Regions from separate parts of the Mus musculus genome. Here all the other regions are linked to region 1. Evidence: chromatin contacts called from public promoter capture Hi-C data. All regions are on one chromosome and are shown on one strand. Each heading gives the region's core, a stretch centred on a gene start, on an enhancer-like site or on the middle of the called end of the contact. The rest is flanking DNA. Distances are from core to core; before and after follow the strand shown.

Region 1 (2,850 bases), core at 138-2,637:
CTGAGCCCTGTAGTCCCCAAACAAGGAGCGCATCAGCTGTCTCTTCCGGGGCAAGGGGGTTTTTTCACTGCGCAGCGTTCGGATTGCCCCAACAGCCTGCTCTTCTGCAGATGAAAGAAAGAGAAAGAGAAAGAGAAAGAGAAAGAGAAAGAGAAAGAGAAAGAGAAAGAGAAAGAGAAAGAGAGAAAGAAGAAAGAAGAAAGAAGAAAGAAAAAGAAAAAGAAAAAGAGCTAGTGACTTCAAACACACTCATATCATCCTACTACAAACAATTCCCATCCAGCTGGGGTGACGCACGCCTTTAATCCCAGCACTGGGGAGGCAGAGGCAGGCGGATCTCTGAATTCCAGGCCAGCCTGGTCTACACAACTAAGTTTCAGTACACCTAAACAAAGCAAACCAACCAAAAGCAACAACCCCACCCCTTGGCAATACCATCAGACCACAGAACTGTCACCGTTTACATTTCCCTAACTGTAGAGAAGGGTCCCTCACTCTGCTTCGGGGTAGGTCTCTGCGTCTTGAGACCCAGCTCCAGCTGTTCCACACACCAGGCCAGCTCCCGCGCCAGCTGTTCCGCCTGGGACAGAAAGGAGGACATGGTTGTGATGGGTAACAGGGTCCCGCAGACCCCACTCCCATACCTTCAGCGCCTTAATTCCGCACAGCTCGCCCACAGAGGCAGGCGGATTAGCGCCCAGAAAGCTCGCAGGGAGTACCATCCTTGCCTGGGCCTCAGCGCTAGGAGGAGCTTCGTCCGGGGCAGGTTTCTCCGAGGGCTTTTCGCTTCCATTTGTCCCAGAGACCCTGTTGGGGGTTTTCTTTTTCTTTTGCTTCATCGCTACTGTGTTGCCTACGGGATGGGTTCCGGCGGCGGAGTCGCATGCAGGTTGCACTGAACTGCGGAGAGGAGGTTCCGAGGCACCGGAAGCTGAGCGAGAGGGCCGGGGTCTGCGCGGAGCGCGATGAGTTTTCCGACTTGAGGCTGCTGGTGCCTCCCGAGCAGGACGCCCTGGCTCCTGAAAAATCGTGAGACAGGACGAAATTCACAGGGTCTCCCCACCTAGGGCCTCGCCACAAACACGCCTTCTCCCACAGCTCACCGCCATTAGTCGGAGCGGCCGCCGGAAGCTGGTAAATCCTAACTACCACAGCGAACTCACTCCTCTGGAAACACGTCTACGACACAAGGTTCCGCAGAAAGCGCAGCGGAGCCAGAGCAAGCGCTCAGCGCCGGACAGAAAGCACTTGGGTGGATGGAGCGCCTCAGGCTGTGCTTGTAATTTTAGGAGACAGAGTGCACGGGGATGAACTTAAAGGCCTCGGAGAACCCAGCAGAGTGTGCCGCCAAGAAACAAGACAATTGATTCCTGGAGAGAATGGAACCGGTGGGGTCGGGGGGAACGCCCAGAGATGGGGCAAGGTGGATTATGCGGGGCGGGGCGGGGCGGGGCGGGGCGGGGCGGGGCGCAGGCGTTGACAGATGGCTCAGCTTGTCCCCGGTATACTTCAGAATCCTGAAGAACTAGGCTCTAATGGCAATGGAGTGAACTTTCCAACGAGAGTCGGGGCAAGCATGCACTTCCTTCTTCCACGACCATTAGGCTGCCACCCGAAGACCTGGCCCAGATTTAAGGTGCATCTTCCCACCTCAAACGAAAAATCAAGAAAATTTCCTTACAGGAACTCCTTACCCCTTGAGGTTTAGGATAATTACAGGTGTGGGTTGTCAAAATGACAACCAAGAATAGCAATAGCTATCATAGCGGTCTAGCCCTAGGACTACAGATACCAGTCATGGAGCTACAGGATTTGGTATTTTTCCTACAGGCTTCTAATCCTGCTTTGTTTCAGTATTTCTTCGCTATGCCTCTATTCCACACTTTTGGAATGGCGACATATATACTGTGTCCTAATAATCACAGGACATGGTAGTACTAAGAGACGCCCTAAGGGATCTCCTACACTCCAGACATAATCTTGCTTACCACCATTGTGAAGAGGTAATCCAATTTCCCCATGGTAATCTGGATCTATCACCCCTCCTAACACTGTTATTCCTTTTTTAGCCTGTTGGTTTAAGGGCATTAGAAGCCCAAAATGACCAGGGGGAAGTCTGAGCTTCCAGTTCAATGGAATGTTTGTTGTAGCTCCTGGTAGGAGCACTCCCTTCTCTGGAGCCAAAACTTCTAGGCCAGCAGAACCTAGAGTTATGGGGACAGGAAGCAAAAATTTTCCTAGAGGGTCACTAGGAGTGATAGTAAGTGCTCTGCTCAACTCCTTCATGCCTTCAAAACCAGTACCACCTGGGTGACCCTTACACATTACCAAGTCCAGCCACAGCACAATGTACAACTTTGGCTATATCTGGAACACAGCCACTGTGCTCTCAGAAAACACTTCCCAGAAGATGTCACCTCAATGATGCTGGTCTCTTCTTAATCACCGCTAATTTCTTAGCTCCAGCTAACCAGCATCAATAGTCCCAGTAATGCAAAGTTTTTGCTTTAGTAGTTCTGGTATCTTGTTAATCACAGCTGATTCTTCAGCCCCAGCTAACCAGAACTACAGAATCTTCACAATCAAAACAGCAATGGCCCTGAAAAGAGTCTTTAATTTTCCCTCTGAAATTTCACAAACCAGACCTCCATCTTCTGCAGTGTTCTCAACGTTGTCTTCCAAGCTCCTACACAACATCCGACAGAGCTCTTAACAACGGATAACTTTAAAAGTCCCACAGTCTTTACATATTCTTAAAATTTCAATTTCTTTAAAATAGCCATCTCTTTTAAAATCCAAAGTCTTTTTACAATTAAAAGTCTCTTAACTGTGGGCTCCACTAAAACAGTT
Region 2 (2,850 bases), core at 232-2,731, 2.0 Mb before region 1:
CTAGCTTTATAAACTTATACCTCCTCTCTTATTCTGCTCAAGTTAACACCAGCTTTAGAGGAGGCCATCAAAGCTCAGAGAGGTTCCCCAACAGAGGTGGCACTGGTCCAGCTGAAGGCTCAGGTCTGTCTCCTACAGCTCAGAGGTGACCCTGTGGGGGCTGGATCACACTGCCAAGTCACCTGGGTCCCTTGGCAAACACAGAGGGATGCAAAGGGCTGGCTAGGTATTTCCATACTTGAGGACAAAGTGTTACACAAAAGTGAACACCGCCTAAGGTCACAAAACTCCTCTGTGACTGAGTTTAGCCAAAAGAGAACCACTGCGTTTTTTTTTTTTTTTGTTTTATTTTGTTTTGTTTTCCCTGTTCTAAAGATCAGACCCAAGTTGGGGCAGGCATTAGAAAATTGCTGTACCATTGAGCTACACACCCAGCCTAGCCTACCGGTCCAGTCTTCTCTGTTCTGGAGGCTACAATGTCCACACCCTAAGAGTGACTCTGGGAGAGAAGATTCATCTCACTCATCCACAGGCAGGGAGGGGTATTAGCAGGAGATAGCCAGCATGCCCTAGAGCTCAAGTACCTCATAGCACCATTGGGTCACCTCATGCCTGACCTACTTGGTGATGATAGAGCTGGGGGTGGGGGGAGGGTCAAGCCTTTGTTGGCAATTTCAGCTGAGCTGAGGAATTTAGGGTTCTCCCCTGGGGCTCTAGGTCGGTCCCTTGGAGAGTGGAAGCCCCACGGGAGGATCCACGGAGCTTGAGTTCCTCCTAGGGCGACCACTTACCTGCTCTGCTTAGTTCCCGTTTTGTATAATGGATGTATAGATGGATGGATGGGTGGGTGGATGCGCTGCACAAACCTGGGCTGTTCTTTTCTGGTCCAGCCACCGAGAAGAGCATCCTCTTGGATAGAGAACGTAGCTCCTTTTCCAGGGAAGCTAAACGGGGGCTCTTCGTGTGCCCCTTATGACTCCAGTTTCCTTCACGACTCCCCCCAGCCAACTGGCAGAAATCTTCCCTAAAATGCACATTAGATAAGAATTTAACTACAAAAAGCCTTCGTGCATTTGCACGCCCCACCCGGAGAATGGACCCTGAGTCCCCTCTTCCCAAAGCCGGCCGACCAGCTCCTCGGGGTCTCTCAGCTTACCTCCTCTGGCCTCCCCTTTCCAGCCAGCTTAGTTCCGCTAGCCGCGGGGTTCTGACCTGGACTCGGGTTTCCACTCTCCGGGCGGCGGAGGAACTGGTGCCAGAGTCACAGCCTCTATTTTAACAATGAATCAAAACGCGGCCCAGGACTTGCGTGATAGACCACGCCCCTCCCTCACTCCAATAGGCTCTCCCTAAGAGCTTCATTTGCATGGTCAGTGTGCGACTGGACACACCGAGGACTAGGGGCGGGGCAGAGGCGGGCGGTGCCCAGGCGCCTTGCCGCGCGGGATGCACAGCACGTTTCGCCCGCGCTACCAGCATCTTGGTCCAGTCATGTCCCCATGGGGCCTGAGGACTGGACTTAAGGGCTTGTCTCTTTTCCTGTTGGCTCTCTCTAGCTAAGGTCCCTCAAAAGATACTAATGCATGTGTGGAAAGTACAAAATGTGGCTTCCCGGGCGTGGGGACACAGCACTTTAAAAACTGAAGCAGGATGATGGATCTCCCACAGTTCCAAGCAAACCCAGAGGGCTGGTGATGTACACCTCTAACCCCAGAAATTGGGAGATGAGGTTAGTGGGTATCTAGAAGTGAGGGGAAGACAATCAGAAGGTTATGGCCAGAGACAGTTGGAACCCTGCCTAGTCTACATGAGACCCTGTCAAACAAAAGCAAAACCACCAAAAACCGAAATCAACCAACCAAATAAATTGTTCAGGCAGAACAGTACCAGACAGCTAGTAAACACTAGTGGAACACGGTACCAAACTCATACCGCTCTAAGTTACTGTAGTCAGGGTCTCAGTAGCACAGAGCATCCCTGCCCAGGGATATCTTCACCTCCATTTGAACATTGACCTGGGCTCAGCCACAAAACCAGCAGCCCCACCCCAACTTTTCAAGTTAAGCTCTGTTGTACATTGGTTAAACCCCAGCTCCTATGCCAAGCCTTTACGTATAGCAACAAGGATCAGAGATGCTAATAGACTTGCCAGGGTCACACAGCTAATAAAGGGCAAAAACCAAACTAAAATCTCGGAATGTCTGACTCTGCAGGCCACTGTGGAGTGCCCTCCATTCACATATTCTCTCATTCACTTGGATCTGGTGATGTGGCCAGAAAAGTAAACAGGAATAAAATGTAGTTGCTTCCAATGTGAGGGCATCCTGACCCCGAGTGGAGCTGGCTGATAAGCACAATGGGCTTCCTCCCTGGTCTGGCTAGCTCTAAGTAAGAAAGGGGCTAGTGAGACCTGGGTTCTGCATCAGCGTCTAGCACTTCTTGGCTGGGTGATCTTGAGCCAATTACTTGGCCTTTCTGAGCCTGGAGTGGAATGGGTGTTTCCACTGGGTTGGAACTGACACGGACCCAGCCCTCTGCCCCTACCAGGCTAATCCACCGAGAGCCAACTGAGGCTGGCACTCCTGACAGTGCGGTTCGTTAAAAATGTATGGAGCCCTTTGTCAGTCATGTTTGCCAAGGGTTCATCGGAGAACAAGAGACCTGTGCACTGCTTTGTGTGTTTGTGTGGTGGAGGAAAACAGACCCAGGGCAAGAGAAAGAAGCAAGACATGACTGAGTTCGCCGGTGCTTAGCTAAGAGAAAAGAGGGCAGAGCAGAGAGTGGCAGGCATAGGGTAGCTGGCATGTTTCCAAGAGGTTGTCCGTGATCTTAAGAAAGTTGTTCTTGGGC
Region 3 (2,850 bases), core at 156-2,655, 1.3 Mb after region 1:
CTCAGACCCTTATGCTGGTGCAGCAAGCACTCATTGGCTGTGCCATCTCTCCAGCTGCTGCAGTGGAGTTTTGAGCTGTGGGTTTCAGGGGCGCCAGGGAGAGAGGCGGTTGAAGTCTCTGAGTGTGTATGTGTCTGCCTCGCTCTTATCAGACTTTCTGGAGGAGGTGCTGGAGGAGGCTGAGATTCAGAGAAATTAAACTTGTCTAGTAAAGAGCAGATGGTGGACTCCCACAGGCAGACACAGGCCATTGTAGCCCATCAAGTTGAGGAAAGCGACGTGAAAACGCTTGTATGTTACTCGTAATGAGATGGTTGCATTGAGTTTGTATTGAAGTCAAATGCCCCTGCTTATCCTGAATTGTGGCTTCTACACAATGAAGCCCTCCCCACCCTCCAGCTCTCTGTTGGCGGCTACGACGTGTGAGTGGACACTGCTGTCACAGAACAGCCTTATGACGGACTTTGGGCTCAGGAGGTCTGACTGTCAGCTCCAGCATTCATCATCATCTACCTGAAATTCTTCCTCAAGCCTGGTCTCAGTTGCAAACAGGGCTCCTTTTACCTGCTATGAGGATATGAACGCTGTGAGGCCATGCTCCCCAACTGTCACAACTCCAGCTGGTCTTCAAGGGTACAAGGGTCCTGGACAGCCAGCTACAGACCTGGAATGCCCAAAGTCTTGCTGGTCTGTTGATCATACTCAGCAAACTTTTTGTAGTACTGGCCGTGTCCAGCAGGGGGCCCACTAGCCTCTCCCCGGCTCTGTTCCTGCCTCGGGCCGCTAGATGTCAGTAGGAATCCAGTGAGTTGGTAACCGTGGGCGGGACCTACAGGATAGGCTAGCTCTTTCTTGCTGGTCTCCGTCTCATTTTTTACCTTTCCTGTTCACCACTTTCTTGCAGGCCTGTGTGCTGTTTCAGTGGAAATACCAAGGCTGCCTGCTGCTGGCTCGGGGAGCAGCTGTCCGCGGATTAGGAGATTTTTGTTGCTTGGTACAAATGTCTTGAGATCTTGGTACACATGTCTTCAGATCTGAATGTGTTGAAGGGGGGAGCCTATGGCTTATGGCCCTGGTCTCTTGGCGGCGAGCCTAGGCAACAGCAGTTTTTGCAGGACTTCCAGTGCTGTTGGTCAGTCGCCTAGAGGAAGTTGCTTTGAGCAGGGCAGCTGGTGTCTGCAACTGCGTCCTCCTGGAGGTGTGGGTACTCGGTGTTTTGCCACTTAGATGGGTAGATAGGGCCCTCTGACCAAGTGTGTCTACTCATGACTTCCTCAGGTTGCCATGGCAGGTAGAAGCGCTGGGAGAGGGGCAATGCTCGGCCCTGGCTGGGGACGCCTTCCCAAGGTGGGCGGGCAGGGCGGGACTCCTGGACGTGTGGGGGCGGAGCTCTGTCAGAAGGGCGTGGCCTCGGAAAGCGGGCAGAGCCCACGCATGCACGCACACGCATGCTGCTGCTGTGGCTCAGAGCCCTGTGCCGGCGTTTCCAGCATGTCCCCTGCCGCGTCCCTTCCTGTCAGGTGTCCCGGGTCGCGAAGGCGAACAGAGCCGGGTAAGGCGGGTGGGACGGAGCTCAGGCGAGACAGGGCTCAGTGACTTGCCTAATCCTGCTCCTGTGCCGGGCCACACCGGACACATTGGGAAAAATCGGTCACCCATGTAATTGGGTCTGGGCCTCCAGGCTGCCGCGTTTGGTTTGGAGGAGGTCCCTTTGGAGTGTGGTTCCCAGATTCCCTGATTGGTCTCAGGCCCACTCCACGATTCTTACACTCTTTGTCACGTGGCCTTAGCTTTCAATACCTACCTTACGTCACCAGCCTGCCCCGAGGGACTTCCTAGGGGTTGGGATGGCTGTCCAGGCTGAGATTATATGTGAGATTCTGATTTTTCAACCTTTCCCTCGTGTACTGAGGTTCCCGGAAGCGCCCAGCTCTGGGTTGTGGGATTGTTGCTCACAGCACTTGGGGAGCGGGGATGTCCTGGTCTAATCGCCCGAGTGGTGGGTGGGTTCACAGCGAAGACAGCCCTTCCAGGGCCAGCCATTACAGCTGACCTGCTGACCTGCTTTTGATAGCTCAGCCCCGGACTGGGGCAGCTAAGCTCTTAGGCTCTAGAAATTCCAGGGGAAAGACAGGGCTGTCCTGACTCTCCAAATGGGGCTGAGTTGTGGCCTCTAGGAGAAGACACAGGGCTTCACAGCAGGACATCGGGGTAACTTCCTTGATACTCTTCTCCAGTGGGACAAAGGAATGTCACCCACGCCACGCCACGCCACAGTAGTTGTTTATAGCCCCAATCTCAGTGTCCTTGTCTGTGAAATGGGGATGGCCGTAGACTTCGCCTAGCAGTTTGGGTAATGAGCTTGCCGCTCAGTGTAGGTTCTGAGGTGCTTGTCCACATTTTATGACATCGAATTGGGCTGAATGTTGGAGGAAAGCTGCCTGAGTCGTGTCACGAAGCACTTCTGCATGCAGCCACCGAACTGTTCCCCACCTAGACCCACATGAGAAGCGGAATGGGATTTAAACCCCTATCTCTGGGAACCTTTGGCCACCACTTTTCTCTTTTTCCCTCCTGCATGGTTCATGGGACACCTCTCACCCCTCACACCCCTCAGGCATCCAAGTTCTGGCTACTTTGCAAGAGCTGCTCTGTTTATGAAGCCCGGCCCGCTCCTTACTTTCTGAGGGCACACCTGGAATTGTTTACTGGCTCAGGACATGGTCCCTTGTCCCCTGACCTCCCCACCTATGCTCACTTTCAGGCATTGTAGCTCCACCACACCTGGTCCCTTCTTTGCAGGAAGAGCGAGAAAGGCCCTTTAAAAAACTATTTGTCTCGGGGCAGCGG
Region 4 (2,850 bases), core at 235-2,734, 1.1 Mb after region 1:
AACCATCTGTCCAACTACAGTGTATTCACATACGTAAAATAAATAAATAAATTAATTAATTAAAAAAAAAAACCTCCCTACTCTGGAAATAGGACCAGAGGAGTAGAGTTGAACATGCCCAGTTAGATGGCAGGCTGGGCTTTGCCCATTCCCTTCTGTTCAATCTTGGGGGATCAAGATGGGAAAGAAGATACCTGGTTCTGGAGCACTGGGCTCCAGGATGTCCTTGATTGACAGGTTGACACATGAATAACGGGGTTTCCAGAACCTTGAGCTTGAAAATTTCCTGTTCAGAAGGCAGTAGGGCCTGAAGCTGGTGGAGTTCCGCAGGCTGTCCACCGGAATGAGATCGCCTCTGCTGCCGCTTACCTCCTTGATCACATTCTTGACCACTTTCTCAAAGGCCGATGGCATGGTCCTGGGGGCAGACGGCAGGGCTCCGTACTTAGTTCCTCCAGCACTCAGGAACCCCATCCCTTCAAAGTAGCCTTGCCTTGTTAGTCCTGGCACATTCCTGCCCGACCAACACAACACAGACACGATTCACTCCGTGGCTCGCCTATCTGTCTCTCCTTGGGGCCACAGCACTTAGGAGGAAGAGGAGGAGGGGGAGGGGGAGGGGGAGGGGGAGGAGGAGGAGGAGGTAGTCTGTAGTAGGTCTATACTATCTACATCATTAATTACTGTGCATAGCCTTTGGCCAATTGCTAAAGTCTAAGATACCTTGTTGCTCTCCCTGGCTGAGGGCCAAGGCTGGGGAAGGAACACAAGCCCCCACTTCTAAGGGATTTAGCACAGGAGCCCACAGCAAAGCCAGTGTTCCAGGGCTCAGTGGTTTCCTCCAGGGCTCTCATGTACAGCTCTGTGAGCTACCTGACCTGATTGAACTTTCATGGGTCAGAGGCCAAAACAGGCCTGGGACAGACAACCTGGGCACTGTGGAGGAACAACTCTACACCTAGGAAACTGGGTCTCTGGGCTAACGGTGGAGAGTGAGGCAGGAAGGCCCTTGGTGATCAGGGAGGGACTTATGGGTCAAGGAATCATCCCAGAAGCCTAGAGAGTCCCCCCTCCTTCCCCTCCCCCCACTCGGTCCCCTCTTCCCGCCCCAGTGTCAAGTCCAAACCAGGCTTGTCCCACTGTATCACTAGTGGGTGACCTCCATAGAGGGTAGACCCTAGCTGCTAGGGCCCCTTCAAACTGTCTTCAAGGTATAGTGGGGCTTCTGGGAAGGGCTAAATCCCCAACTCAACAAGCAAGCATCCAGGCCATAGCGTAGACCACACTAGATAGAGGAGGGGCGGCTGGGCTCTGGAAGAGCTGGGTAGCAGGGTGGCTCACCTCGATTTTTCACCCCTGCCGAGGTATCTGGGTCCACCAAGCGAAGCGAGGACCTGCTGGGATGCCGGGGAGGGGTCTATTGTCTGCTCAACCCGGGAGCAACGGGAGCCACGACCAAGAGCGGAACTCAGGCGGCAGGACACAAAAGTGAAACCGTAAAGCTTCAGCCCGACGTAGCGGGCGCGGTGCTTTCAAGGAGCCCTCCCTCCCGGAACAGCTGCGCAGCCTGCCCTAGCCTCCTCCTCCTCCTCCTCCCCGGAGCCCGCCTGGGCTTCGGGAATTCCCTGCGATCCGGGAGCTTCGCTTTCTTCTAGTTCGGGTTCCTCCAAGTTCGCAGCGCTTCCCCCCCACCCCGCCCCCCTTTGGTTTTTTTTTTTCGAGACAGGGTTTCTCTGTGTAGCTCTGGCTGTCCTGGAACTCACTCTGTAGACCACGCTGGCCTCGAACTCAGAAATCCACCTGCCTCTGCCTCCCAAGTGCTGGGATCAAAGGCGTGCGCCACCACCACCAGGCTTCACTTATTCTTTCTTAAACACCTGGGCCATAGTAAAAGATCTGAATGGACTTCTCTAGGAATACACAACTGAACCAGTTGCCAGCAAGCACACCATTAGTTATCAGGAAAATGCAAATCAAAACTAGATAGCATCAAAGCTACTCTGCTGGCTGACATCCTAAGTAAATAGCAGTAAAGCAAACCCCATGGTCCTTGCAGACAGGAAATTGAAAACAGAGCTGCTCTAGAATACATCCACAATTTTTCAAACGGGTGAATGTAGAGTTACCAGGTGACCTAGCAATTGGACTTGTAGGTGCATATCCAAAGCAAGAGGTCATCTTGGGGTTGTGGCTATCAATGGTGAAGTGTTTCTCATACAGCAAACAGAAGGTCAAACAGATATGCCTACACCAATGTTTGCTGTAGAGTTTAAATTTTCCTCTTGAGATTTTAAAAACTTATATCCCACGTGTGGGAGTGTTTTGTCTGCATATATGCAAGTGCACCATATGTGGGTGCCAGGACTTGAGTCCCCGTCCTCTGTAAGAGCAGCAAGTGCTCTTAACCCCTGCACCATCTCTCCAGTTTCCATGGTAACATTTTAAAGAGTCAAGCAGATAACCCTCAAGTGACCTGAATGACAATCAATTCATACATAGATTAAAATTTTGTCCAGTTCTGGGCCCTGCACACACTAGGCAAGAAAGCCCCCTATGACCAAGCTCTGTCACCAACCCTCAATAGGGCGCTTGCATGGCTACTGAGAAGCTTGAGTACACCTATAAGACACATTGCAGAATGTGGATAAACCCTGAAAACACGGCCACAAGCGGAAGAAGCCAGACCAAAACTAATCCAAGCCAACCAACCAACCAACCAACCAAACAAACAAACAAACAAAAAAATGACACATCACTGTGCAAGCCATTTTGTATGAAATCCCCCAAGTAAGCCAACTGTTCATGGTTGCCAGTGTCCTGGGGTGTGGGCAGTAGCCACACGAGTTTATT

Evidence for each region. Promoter capture Hi-C pulls out the DNA fragments that hold promoters and counts their contacts. Capture Hi-C pulls out chosen DNA fragments and counts their contacts.
Region 2: a contact with region 1 is called in a promoter capture Hi-C map of embryonic stem cells, with 4 times the contacts expected there. The contact joins the promoter of Triobp here to the promoter of 1110038F14Rik in region 1. A contact is called at or near these places in 2 of 39 promoter capture datasets (embryonic stem cells and liver).
Region 3: a promoter capture Hi-C map of liver shows a contact between it and region 1, with 2.8 times the contacts expected there. The contact joins the promoter of Top1mt here to the promoter of 1110038F14Rik in region 1.
Region 4: a promoter capture Hi-C map of pre-B cells shows a contact between it and region 1, with 2.5 times the contacts expected there. The contact joins the promoter of Gsdmd here to the promoter of 1110038F14Rik in region 1.

What each region holds. Positions count from the first base shown.
Region 1 is chr15:76,946,798-76,949,647 of GRCm38.p6, reverse strand. 1110038F14Rik (RIKEN cDNA 1110038F14 gene) reads right to left here and starts at 1,387. Exons shown (of 5, transcript NM_001347540.1): 1 at 1,104-1,387; 2 at 729-1,019; 3 at 496-580; 4 at 1-104. The coding sequence starts at 1,109. Gm46534 (a long non-coding RNA gene) reads left to right here and starts at 1,299. Exons shown (of 4, transcript XR_001781744.2): 1 at 1,299-1,388; 2 at 1,514-1,636.
Region 2 is chr15:78,946,355-78,949,204 of GRCm38.p6, reverse strand. It overlaps Triobp (TRIO and F-actin binding protein), which reads right to left and starts at 1,481. Exons shown (of 25, transcript NM_001039156.1): 1 at 1,157-1,481; 2 at 867-1,024.
Region 3 is chr15:75,677,355-75,680,204 of GRCm38.p6, reverse strand. It overlaps Top1mt (DNA topoisomerase 1, mitochondrial), which reads left to right and starts at 1,405. Exons shown (of 14, transcript NM_028404.3): 1 at 1,405-1,552. The coding sequence starts at 1,449.
Region 4 is chr15:75,860,973-75,863,822 of GRCm38.p6, reverse strand. Gsdmd (gasdermin D) reads right to left here and starts at 1,484. Exons shown (of 11, transcript NM_026960.4): 1 at 1,342-1,484; 2 at 195-418. The coding sequence starts at 414.